Regions from separate parts of the Gossypium hirsutum genome. Here region 1 is linked to region 2. A link is a contact called in public Hi-C data. All regions are on one chromosome and are shown on one strand. The core of a region is the stretch at or near the end of the contact, and the rest is flanking DNA. Distances in the headings are between cores, read along the strand shown. Region 1 holds the start of LOC107897635 (programmed cell death protein 2-like). Region 2 holds the start of LOC107897666 (probable inactive receptor kinase At5g10020).

What was found. Hi-C and Micro-C count contacts between places; a contact is called where the count stands out from the background.
Region 1: a contact with region 2 is called in a Hi-C map of leaf, with 5 times the contacts expected there. The contact joins the promoter of LOC107897635 here to the promoter of LOC107897666 in region 2. A contact is called at or near these places in 3 of 34 Hi-C or Micro-C datasets (hypocotyl and leaf).

Annotation. Positions count from the first base shown.
Region 1 is chrA11:38,953,761-38,960,432 of Gossypium_hirsutum_v2.1, forward strand. It overlaps LOC107897635 (programmed cell death protein 2-like), which reads left to right and starts at 1,890. Exons shown (of 8, transcript XM_041081950.1): 1 at 1,890-2,124; 2 at 2,463-2,552; 3 at 2,658-2,755; 4 at 3,421-3,725; 5 at 4,028-4,262; 6 at 4,814-5,015; 7 at 5,286-5,613; 8 at 5,686-5,798. The coding sequence starts at 2,032. The coding sequence ends at 5,414. It overlaps LOC107897629 (alkane hydroxylase MAH1), which reads right to left. Exons shown (of 1, transcript XM_016823146.2): 1 at 5,814-6,672. The coding sequence ends at 5,881.
Region 2 is chrA11:38,217,644-38,224,131 of Gossypium_hirsutum_v2.1, forward strand. It overlaps LOC107897666 (probable inactive receptor kinase At5g10020), which reads left to right and starts at 4,294. Exons shown (of 3, transcript XM_016823191.2): 1 at 4,294-5,589. The coding sequence starts at 4,653.

The DNA of each region.
Region 1 (6,672 bases), core at 640-3,139, 730 kb after region 2:
ACTATAATGACGGTATATGGCGTAATACAATAGATGAAAGAGGCTATGGTAGTCTGGTATAAAGTACATAGCATGAGACCATGGATGAAAGATGTCATGGTTGCATTATACATGGTAATGATAATGGTGTAAGACCATAGATGAAAGACACCATGACATCAAGGTAAATGGTATAAAGTATGCGATGTAAGACCATAGATGAAAGACGTTATAAAAACTAAATTCAATGAGTAAGACCATGGATTAAAAACTCTATGGCATCACAAGATAGTACGTCGGGAGGGCAGATCAGTATAAGATCATGGATGTATGACTCCATGGCATCTACAAAGTAAATCCATCAGGACAGTAAACACGAAACAAAGTAAGTCTACTGGGATAGTAAACACAAAACAAGTAAAGTCCATCGGGACATTAAACACGGGCTCTGTTCGTAGGAACATGAGAAAAAAAAATAAGAAATGTCAGGGATATGAGAAGTAAGGAATGAATTTGTCGAGATAGCGAAGTGTCAGGGATACAGTCGAGCAAAGAATTCGACTAGAGGAAAGTTTCATAGCAAGCCAAGTAGCTCGAAGGATTGGATGGAGCCCGCCACCCTAACAAGGTAAACTTGTCATAAGTGAACAGGGAGTAAATTTATATTTAATTTATTTTACGATTGTTTACCCTTCTGTGATAGGGTTAATCATGATCGGTATAGGAACTCACTAAGTTCAATCGAACTTACGAAGTTAACTAATGTTCACAGGACTTGTGAGGGTGATCGAGGACTAAGAAGAGGAACTAAACCAGGTAAAGTGAAGATCAAGGATCATTGTTGGATCGAGTCATGCACATAGGAAAAGGATACAATTGGAGGCTTCCCCATAGGATTATTAACGATGAAGCCCGATAGCACAATTAGAATTTGGATTTTAGGACACATAGTCTTTAGTTAAGGTTTAAGATTTGTAAAATGGCCATTGTAAATAAAAAAATCATATTAGAGATAAGAATATAAGAGACTAAGCATTTGGTGGCTTAAGGCCTTAGTTATAAGAACTATTATTTTTAAATTTTATAATTTTAATTTAGACTGTTTTATAGCAGTTAAGCTAGCAATTATTAAGCATAGGTCCATTTGTGACGCTCTATACCCGGATCCGACAGACGGGTCGAGCATGGCGTGTTACACGTAGAAAACATGTTGGCATTTAGTGATACTATTTGTCATATGATACTTCCATCATATCTTTAATGTCAAATAACAACATAATAATTAAAATGTTACAAATCGATAATGTTACTGAAATTAAATTTTGGTGACCAAAACTTAGTTTAAACTAGATGTGTTCATGGGTCGGATCGGGTTAGATTTGGGTTGGATCTAAGCATGATATTAATATACTTTATACTTGCCCAAGCTTGGCCCAGCCCGAAATATGGGCCTAGAATTTTGCTAAAATTTTACTCAAACCCGCTCATATTTCCAAAAGATTAACCCAAGTCTATTTTAAGTCCGTCCATATTATATTTTAAAAATATTTATATTATATTATTTTAATATTAATATTTTTTTATTTATTAAAATTTTTTATATAATCATCTTAACATTATTTTAATGTTTAAAGTAATATTATATATTTAGTATAAATTTATTTTTTAATGTATTATAAATAGCATAATATAAATTATTATAATATTAAAAATAGATCAAATTTATTTAAACCTTAAACAATCAAGCTCGAATCTAACTCGTATTTTAAAAAGAGTTAATTTTTTTTTGAATTTTTTTTATCAAACTTTAATATTTTTTACCAATTTTTTTTTAAAATCTGGACGTGCGCTGGAGGAGTAACTTACCCAATAAGTCTAATTTAAATAATGCATAAATCACTATTTTTTTTAGTTTAACCAAACTTATATATCTCTAACATTTCCCGACTCACTCCCATCTCATACTTTCTCTCCGTCTCTGTTGACTTGGTTGTGGAGAAACCTTTTTTTTTTTTTCGAAGGCATCAGTTTACATCGCTATTTGAAAGCTTGATGAGTAGGGTTGTGCTAGGCTTGCCAGGGCCATGGGCTGAGGATAACCGTGAGCCCTCTGATCATTACACTACCAAAATTGGTGGACTTCCTGTATTTCTCCTTCTCCCTCTTTTCATCTTCATATGTATTCATGTCCTCTGCTAGTTCAAGCCCTTCAGCTGAGTAAATCAATCTTTGTGGGTTTTCAAGCAAAGCATGAAGAAGGCTATCTACAAACACATGGGTTAATGTAGTTCGGATTTTGGGTCGTCTTTTGATCCTTAAATTAGTGTGGGTTCGGAGGATATTTAAAGCTTTTGTGCTCCCTCACTAGCCTTCAGCCTTTTCCTTAGACATCTACTCAGCTAAACCTAGCAGAGGACATCAACAGTTAGTTTTTTTTTTCTGGGTTATGTTTTTCTATACCTTCAACTTTGTTCTTTTAACAGGATTGGCCTCTTCCTATAGAGGCTTTGAAGTTCAACCCTACACTTATTCACTGCACACAATGTGGAAGTAAACTCTGTCTTGTTGCTCAGGTTTTTCTTATTCTAACTCTAATGCATTTTCTTCCTGTTATTGTCGACAAAACTTTTAACATTTGAATCCAATAAATTATATTATTTGGCTAAATTCCTGTTAAGGTTTATGCTCCAGTTTCAAGTGGAACTTTGAACGTAGAAGACCGTCTACTTCTTGTTTTTGGTTGTGTGGCACCAAATTGTGGTAGCTCTTCTCTCAGGTTGTTTCTCTGATTTGTTTGTTTGACCCTTGTTTATCATTGAAACATGATTCTTTTAACTGCATAGGTGTTATGTTCTCTTTTAGTCAGTGTTGTCAAGGCGTGTTCTTAGGTGCGCCTGCGGCACTGGACAGCAAAATCGCCTTAGACCCTTTCAGGAAAAGTCCATTTAATCAGGCGCACACCTACTGCACGTAGGCACCTATTTTTGTAAGGCGATAGCCATTAAAAAAGCCTTCCTAATTGAAGTTATCCTTAATTTCTTTTAATTTTCACTTTTTTTCGTTAGATATGCCTTAGTAAAAAGAGGATAGTACCAGACTCTAATACTTCTTAATATTTGAGTATTCAACAATAGACATTGACCATAAGGAAATCAAGTATATTGACCAATAAAAAAAATGCATGTTTTGTAGATAAACTAGACCAGACTTTAGAGTTTATTATAAATCTCAAGCTTTATATTACATATAAAAGTTCACACATTTACATATTGCACATTACTTTTCTCAGGCTAGTGCTTTTTTTTGCCTTGTGCGTTGCGCCTAAGGCAAAGTTAACTAGTGCTTATAATGCACCTTGTGCCCATCACACACCAGTGCTTGTAGTATGAGAATAATGGCTACTTAGATGTATACTTTAATTAATGAAATATAATTATATAGTTGGCGAGCTCTTCGGATTCAGAAAGTGGAAAATGAATCAAAGGAATCATCCTCCGCTGCTACTCTGGATAAAGCTCCTTCAGCTTCATCTCTTGTTTCTGTTCCAAAAACTAACTGGTGGGAGAATTTGAGTGATGAGGATAATGAAGATTTGGATTTGGAGGACTTGAGTAGAGCATTTTCTGAAGTGGCAAGCTTGAGTTCTGAGCCCAAGAAGACAAGTAGCAACCGGAATTCTGAGGGTGCTGTGAAGCATTCTTTGTCTTTAATTGCACAAACAAGAGGGGTTGATACTGATACACCAGGTGAGGTTGCCCTTATATGATGTATGATTGCATGTGATAGCTTAAACTCTACAATCTGTTCTACAATTAAGTGTCGTCGATGCTAATAATCACATCACAGCCAAGTTCTTCTCTACACTGTGGCAAACACTGCAGTCTCATTCTTTCTGTTTCATATATATCTTGTATTGGGTCTGGGGTGTTGCATTTTGATTTTAAAGTTGCTTTAAATTGCGATCTAAGTTTCTTTTCTTCATGTTGTTTGTATACTAATTTTGTTGTGCTAAAAGTCTTGCTGGATTCATTTTGTTCCTTTATTGCAGTGATGCCATGCTTCTACATTTATAGTCAGGCAGAACCATCATCAAAGGATTTTTCTTCTATGTGTTCAAATCACTTGTCACTTTCGGTCAAGGAGAAAGAAGGTGATGTTGATGATCATGGACAAGAAGAAACATGGGAAGCTGAAAATTATGAATATGATAAGGCTCTGAATGCTGACAGGACTTATCTCAAGTTCAAAAAACAATTGGATGCTTCTCCAGAGCAATGTTTTAGGTAATTTAGGGTTATTTGTTGAATGTCTATGCCGGAAACCCTTTTATAAATTGGCATATATGGACGACCTCTCATTACTGTCACCAGTATTAATGCAAAGCTAGAATGATGCATATTGTTCCTTATTGTATATTCATTGTTTCTTTGTTGCTAGCCCTTTGTTATGGCTCTAAAAGTTCATAAAAAAAATAGAATAATGAATGTACTCGAAATTTAAGGTCATATACAATATTTCTGAAAAGGTCTTGCAATGCGGTTAACCTTTTCTTTTCTTCTCAAGGAATCCCTGGTCAAGTTTATCTGCTTTTATGACTTACTGTCACCAAAACGAAAGGAGAATGTAACCAAAAGAAAATTGGGAAGCAATCACTTTGTTATCACCCAGATTACCGCAAAGTTTACACTGATTCCATTTGTAATTTGATTTGGGCACTGTTACACATTATCATTCTTTTCTGCAAGTAGAAGGGGAAAATGGAGAAAAATTAAGTTTTGATATCTTGATGTCTCAAATAGAGTGTTAAGTTTGTTACGGATCTTTATGTTCTCAGATATGCATTCGGTGGGAAACCTCTTCTGGCTACAACAGAGGTGGATAATGCTGGGAACTGCGGACTTTGTGGTGCATCAAGGCACTTTGAACTGCAGCTTATGCCCCCATTAATATATTTTCTGCAGGAAGTTGATGATTGTCATAAAGGTTCTCTGGAGAACTGGAACTGGCTGACTCTTGTTGTCAATACCTGTTCCAAGGTGAGAAAAAAAGAAAAGAAAAATGGCTTGTTCTGTTTGTTATTACTATGATCATTTAGCTCAGAATTTATATCAAAGAGCTACTGGGTTTCTTAACTTTAGTACAATATCTGCTATGCTTTCTAAACTGATAATTGTTCCTTAGGCCCCAAGTTTTAACTACTTATGAGATCAACCATTCTGCTTAAGACTGCAGATTCTTTTTACCTTTTTCCTTGTTTTGAGTGGAAAAAGCCTTCTATTCACCATGTGATATATATCTCTTTGCAGAGCTGTTCTAATTCATTTGATGAAGAGAAGTCCATCCATGGCCATGGTCAATGGTTTGTCGTAGAGGAGACTGTTATCGTGCAATTCGATAAGCCCTTAAATGAGTGTCTTCAACGCTATTTCTCATGATTTACAATTTTTGTCAAACATTTGTGTGAATCGGAACTCTTTCAGTCTTTAATCTATGTTGAGCAGCTTCCATGCATACAGAGATGAACCTACAATGATCCTGAAAGTTTACTGATTTATTTTATGCCCTTGACAAATCTAGAGTGTGTCATTATTATCTCCGACGGAGTGTTATGCATTGGTTGAAGATCGATGAGAGGTATCAAATTTTGTATCATGATCATTGGTTTGCTTTAGTTTATTACTTAAATTCTTCTGTTATCCTATGTAGATGGTTTTCATGGCATTAAATTGCACAAGGATCTTTCTACATGGCTTACTGGACTACTTACTGGACTACTCTCTTTAATCATCATCTATCTATAAACGAAGTCTTTGATTGAATTTGATGTCACCAACTCAAGAAAGTATTTATGATTTTATTTATAAATAATAGAATTTCAACTTTCAAGCGGCTGTGATGCATCTAGTCCCATCTGGGGGAGATCTTAGTCATCAGTCCATCTTTGGTGCGCAGGATAATGGATACAGTTGGAACAACTGGAGTTTCTCCCAATACATGAATACGATAGTTATAAATAATAGCAGATGCCACGGCTTTCATCTGAAGAAAAGCCACATCCTTTCCTAAACATGTCCTTGGCCCTGCATTGAATGACATGAACTTGTATGATGGCTCATGTTTGATCCCTCCTTTCTCGGTAATCCATCTTTCTGGTTTGAATTCAAAGCAATCTTCACCCCAGACCGACTTCATCCTTCCCATTGAGTACAAACTAAACACGATTTTGGTTGTTGGATGAATTGGATGCCCACTTGGAAGCGTGTCTGGTTTAAGAGGTTCCTTGTGTTGGAAAGGAACCGGGGGATATAACCTTAAAGCCTCACATAATGCTCCTTGTAGATAAACCAAATTCTTTACCTCCTTAGCATTGAACAGTCGCCTCTTTTTGGTTTCCTCTGCAGGTATTATCGATTGGAGCTCTTCAATGATCTTGTTTTCCACTATCGGATGCCTCGAAACAAGCCAAATGAACCAAGTAAGAGCAGAGCTGGTGGTGTCCCTCCCTGCAAGCATCATATTCAAAATGGTATCTCTCAAGAATTTATCATCACATGACTTCTCTTCAAGAATGTATGATGTTAAGATATCCACACCACCATCCACAGTTTCTGATATCATCCCTTGGTTCAAATCTTTCCTTTTTTGGCATATATATTTAGCCATAATATGATCAAGAACCTCCCATGCCTTTCT
Region 2 (6,488 bases), core at 3,044-5,543:
TGATTTGGAAAATTACAGAAATACCCTTAATTTTACAAAATTACAAAAATACCTTTGACTTTCAAAATTTACAGAAATACCATTGGTTTGTAAAATTACCGAAATACCCTTGGTTTGTAGATTTACCAAAACACCCTTGTAAGGTGAAATGACTAAAATACCCCTAATAGGTAAAAAGACCGTTCTGCCCCTCCAAGGTATATGACTCACTGATAATACAATTTGATTGATTTGACTTTGTTTTGACTGAGATTGTATGACTATGATTGGACTGTTGTGACTGTGATTTGTATGATTTTGTATGCCATGTGTATATTTGCTACATTCATATAATATGATGTTGCACATGGGTGGGAATTATGAAACGGAGGAAGAAATTGAGGATCGCATGGTTGCTTGATGACCGTGGATCCATCGAATTGAGGATCGCATGGTTGCTTAACGACCGTGGATCCGCCGATTAAGGATCGTATGGTTGCTTGACGATCGTGGATTCGCCGGTGGCTTTTAAGCCCAATATATGATTATTGACGACTCCGTGTCGATCATATTTACCCGAGGTTGTGTGTTGATTATATTACCGTCACTGATGGCTATGTGCCTAACATGATACACCTATCGATGGCTTAAAGCCAATTATTCTGATTATGGCTTTGTGCCAACCTATATATGGCTCTGTGCCAACCTAATTATAGTTGTGTGCCAAACGTATTTGCCTAAGGCTATGTGCCAATATATGATTATTGACGACTCTGTGTCGATCACATTTATCTAGGGTTGTGTACCGGTTATATTACTCTAGTTGATGGCTATGTGCCTAACATGATGTAGTTATCAATGGCTTTGTGCCATTGTGCCATTCTACTTACGGCTTCCAGCCGTCCTGTTATCTGGCAGCGTTGCTGCAATATTTACGGCTATGTGCTGTCTTGTTTAAGGCTATGTGCTGTCCTATTTACGGCCTTGAGTTGTTCTGTTGACTTAGTGCTGCAACCGGTGCTAACATTGTAAGTGTAGGGATGGCGCGAGTGATTTATTCCTCGCAGGTAGTGCAGGGTTGGACAGAGGCAAGTGCAGGGTCGGATGGGATGGGTTAGCATACATTTTTGCATTATGCATATGGTTTGATTCTGACAATGGCTGAGACCCAAGTGAAATTGTACTAGGCTTTGGCCCACACACATTGTTCTGTTACTGTAATGGGCTCCGGCTTAGACTAATTCTAAACTCTTTCTATTTACTAACTGTTTTAGTTTAGGAGGGGATTACACACTGAGTTTTCATAAACTCACCCCGTTTATTAATTGTGCAGGTAATCCCAGCGTTAGGTGGATCGGTGTCGCAGAGGGACTCGGAGACGACCACACAACTGCACATGTTTTCTATTTCGTTTATTTAGTTAAGCACATTGGTTTTTAATTTGGGTTGTATTAAGGCTTCTTTACTTTCTTAACTTTTTATTTGGGAAATTTATTTAGTACGCTTAATATCTATTAAAAGTAGGACGCGGTTTTCCAAAACAACAATTGGTTTTCAAAATATCACGTTTCCTCAACTGTTTAAAATTAAGCTTCCACAACAAGAAAGGTTTTAAGGGAATTAACGTTTCATAAGTTTTAAAATGGCCAGAGGTTTTAAATAGTAAGAAGGGTTTTCAATGAGAACATGGTTTTCGAAAAACACTTCAAAATGACATGCCAGATTCGGGCCTAACTTCTAGGTCGAGTTTGGGGAGTTACAACAATACCCAAGAAAAAATCCACCTAGACTTCACCTATTATTCTGAATTTGAATTAAACAATTTATTCACTTGTGCCTTGATCGTAGAAATACCTAAATTATGTTAATATCTCTTTCGAGAGTAAGAACAACTAACTCTAGGTTGATTAATTGAAATCTCTTTCTAACAACTGACTCTAGGTTGATTAACTGAAATCTCTTTCTAATTAAAACCCCTATTGTCGCATTAACTCGATCTGTGGATTCCCCTATTAGATTTGACTCTAATCTTGTAGATTTTTTTCATTCTATTTCTAGGATTGCATGCAACTTCACTCAATTATGCCAAATTTACTATTAAACAAGGACTTTTGCTCCACTAAAATAAGCACATCACACTTGAATTAATATCCTAAAAATATTAAAGTAAGAAATAAACATGCATAATTGAGAACAAGAATCAAGTATTTATCATATAATTCAGAAAATAAAATAATAAGATCCATCATAGGTTTCATCTTCCCTAGATATCTAGGGAATTTAGTTTATAATCTGGGACGGAAACATTTCAAAATTAGAATAACAACAAGACATAAGAAATCCAATAAAACTACTAAGGAAATTTGAATGGAGATTTTCAATCTTAAAGGAGATTACTTCTAAGTTGATTCTGGTGGTGTTCTTCAAGTAATTTCTTCGTTCTACTCTGCGTCCTCCCTTTAGTCCTCTTTTAATATGTATTTATAAACTTTGGAATGCTCAGAAACCCTAAAAATTAGGTTTTTTTCGCATAAAAGAGAAGCAGGATTCGAAATCAATATGGGCTAGCACAGGGGCATGTGGCCAACTCGTGTGGCTCACATGGGCGTGTGCCCAGCCCATGTGGAAGTGCCCAGGCCGTGTGGTTCTTGAAAATAGCTTTTTTGTCCGATTTTGGCCCATTTTTCGCTCCTTTCACTTCCTTATGCTCAACTAAGTATGAAAACATAAATTTAAAGGATTAGGAGCATCAAATTCACTAATTCACATAATAAATCATCCAAAAACATGTCAAGCATGGGATTAAAACATGTTACTTTTATGGTTTGTCAATTATCCATACCTTTGATGAGAATTTGATGGATCCTATTCGAATAATTAATAGAGGGAACCCCATTTATAGGAGACTTCTATATGTCTCTTTCCAGGAAGTCAAAGTCTTCCTTTTCCTCTGAGCCATTACTAACAGTTTTGGAAGGATACCCTACAAGCTTGTCTCTCCAAGAGATCTATTGTTCAGTGGATAGATCGATCAGCATATCACTGTCCATAATCTCATCTTTATCTCTGAATCGAACTTTTTTAGAAATTAAATCTTCTACAGATGAATCCTCATTACCAGCGTTTTCACAGAGAGAAGACATGAGAATTGAGCAGTTACCCTTTTTCCATTTTAAACAATATAAACTATTAAATTAATAGGATTCAAGTAAGAATCTTTTAAGCAATATTGGTAATTTTAAAATCAAATCAATATTAATTTTAAAATTTTGAAATAATATAATTAGAATTCCAAAATTATATATTAATAATAAAAATGATAATAACTACATGCAAATGCAAAATTTAAAAGACATTTGAGAGGTTGTTTTATTTAGTGAAGGAAATAATATAGAGAGTTTTAAAATATTTTTTTAATTATATTTAATGTGGGTTTTATTTTTACAAATATTTTAATAATAATTTATATTAATCAATAAGTACAATAAAGTAACTATTATTTTAATCTACATTTGTTTTTTTAAATAAGAAAAAAAATATTATTTTACCTATTTTTAGCAAATAATAAAATAATGGTGTAATCTTTCATAAAAAGAGAATTTGATTTACCTTTATTTCATTTTTTAATAATTTACAATATTAAAATAATAAAATATATAATTTTATATATTTTATAATTAAATTTAAATAAAAAATAAAAAAATTATTTAATTAAATTTAAGCCGAGCCAAGAACATAAAATTTAATTAATACACACTTAATATACCTTTATTTTTAATTTTTTATATTTACTTTAATTAAATTGAATTAATCAATCAAATTTATAAATCATTGAAATAAAGATAACATCACATTTGTTTATTTAAATTATAAACTCTTTATCAATTTCATGTTAATTTTTTTATATATAAGAACATAAAAAAATATATTTAATTTTTAAATCATTTTAATATCATATATTCAAACTAATTAATGAAACATTTATTTTGTTAAATACTTTTTATAAAATTCTAAGTGAAACGTTTAAATTTTAAAAAAAATATTTTAATATATTTTAAGTAATACACATGGGTAAAAAAATTAGTAGTATAATGAGGAATAGTGATTAAGCAGCAAGTTAATAAAGAGATAAGTTAAATGATAAATTTCGATTAATTAAATGATTAAATTGTAAGTTTTCATAAATTAGTAATCAAAGTATAAATTTAGTAATAATTGAGTACCATGAGTGTAATTTAGCAAAAAAACACGTAAGTTCTAACAAGTGAGCGAGATTTGGGGGAAAGCAACATCAGTTAGTAGTAGCTAATAAAGAAAAGATTAAAGAATAGCGGGGGCAACTAAGATTATTAGCATATTATCATATATCTCCTGCAAGCAAAACCAAAATCCGAAAGAAAATAAAAATGGAAAGAAAATCGACAATTTCTCTCCCTCTTTCTCTTTCTTAGCTAAGGTTGTAAGTTGTAAGGCCTTTACAGACTGTACTTACCATTTTCCCACCAGCCATCTTTCTCTAACTCTATCCCCTACCCCCCCCCCCCCATTGTTGAATTTAGTAAAAAAAACAAATCGCGTTGAGGTTTTTTTCCCCTCTCCTTTGAAAACCCTAACTTGCTCTTTGTCTGTCACGCAAAAGCTTCAGTTGCTGGGTTTTCTAATCAATGAATTAAATGAATCTCCCTATTTCTTTCGCTTTCTCTTCTTATCTTCTTTTGTTACTGTTGTTTTCGGGAGTAGCCTCTGCATCTGGCTTCGACCCGTCGGAGCTCCGATCTTTACTCGAGTTCAAAAAAGGCATCAAAACCGATCCCTTTGATAAGGTACTCTCCGTATGGGATCCGGATTCCCGACCCGACCCTACTTCATGGACCGGCGTCACCCGCGACCCGAATTCTGATTCTATCGTTTCCCTCAACTTAGATCGTCTCGGCCTTGTCGGAGACCTCAAGTTCCACACTCTCACTCCCCTCAAGAACCTCCAAAACCTCTCCTTGTCAGGTAACGCTTTCACGGGTCGGGTCGCACCCGCATTGGGGTCGATAACCTCTCTGCAACATTTGGATCTGTCCAATAATCAGTTCATCGGCACGATCCCTGGCCGGATCATGGACCTTTACGAGTTAAATTACTTGAATTTGTCGGGTAACAAGTTCGACGGTGGGTTACCGGCTGGGTTCCGAAATTTACAGCAATTAAGAGTGTTAGATTTACACAACAATGCGCTTCGAGGCGATATAGGCCAGTTATTCACTGAGTTAAGGAATGTTGAACACGTTGATTTAAGTTATAACGCGTTTTATGGGGGCCTGTCTGTGGCAGTTGAAAATGTGTCTAGTTTGGCCAATACAGCGCGCTTTGTGAACTTGAGTCATAACCAGTTGAATGGTGGGTTTTTCAAAGAGGAAGCGATTGGGTTGTTTAAGAAATTGCAAGTTTTGGATTTGGGTGATAATTTGATTGCTGGGTCGTTGCCAAGTTTCGGGTCTTTGCCGGGTTTACGCGTTTTGAGGTTGGGAACAAATCAGCTCTTCGGCCCGGTGCCAGTGGAGTTGTTAGAGGGCTCTGTTCCGCTGGAAGAGTTGGATCTCAGTCGCAATGGATTTACTGGTACTGCTTTTTTTGTCTACGTTTCCTTTTTTTCTGTTTATTTATATTTTATAATGAAGTTTGACTATGTAGTCAATGGGCTACTAATTGTTGATAGATGCTATTTGACGATACAAATTAATGCTAATATTTAATTTTATGGAGTATGATTTTCCATGAAAGCAATGTCTTTTTTGTGTCCAGAGAAAGTAATGTTAGTTAAACATGCACGTCCCTTTTTTGTGCCTTTTTGGTTTGAAATATGTACTTACTAGTTGTCTTGTCTAATATTTGAGTTTTATTAGAATTGTACGAACTTGAAGTGATTTCATGGAGTGCTACTCTCTTTTATTTCATGAGTTTTGGGGATTGAGTTTTGAGTGTAATAGTGATCCTTTAGTCAGATTGTAAGCTCTTTGTAATTCATGGTCTTAAAAAACTTGGGGGGAAAAAAGATTCTTGAGTCATGTTGGTTACTTGAATGTAAAGTTGAATATTCCATCTTGCAATAAAACAATTGTGGGATCTTTAAAATACGAAAGTTCAAAATAAAAAGGCATCATGGCTGTTCCTGTAAGCTCTAGAGTGTAAACGAAGGAAAGTGTTTTTGTTTGTTTGTTGCTTTATATGCACTGTTTGCCTTTCGATGAAAGTGTGATGCACTCTTCTTGCGTCATAAACATGCTCAAGACTACTTCAAATGAAATACAATGCTTGCTTAAGGGGATTCAAGGAGTGTATCAATTATTCACCTTCTGATATGCTCTAATCTTCTTGTGTTTTGTTGTAGTGATTTAGTCAATGCAGAAGATTTTATGTACATGGATATCTGACAAATGCGAATCACTGAGTGTCATAAATGAAACATTTAACTGTAGCAGAAACCAGTAGTTTAGTCTTTGTGTTAGTGTTACATTGAT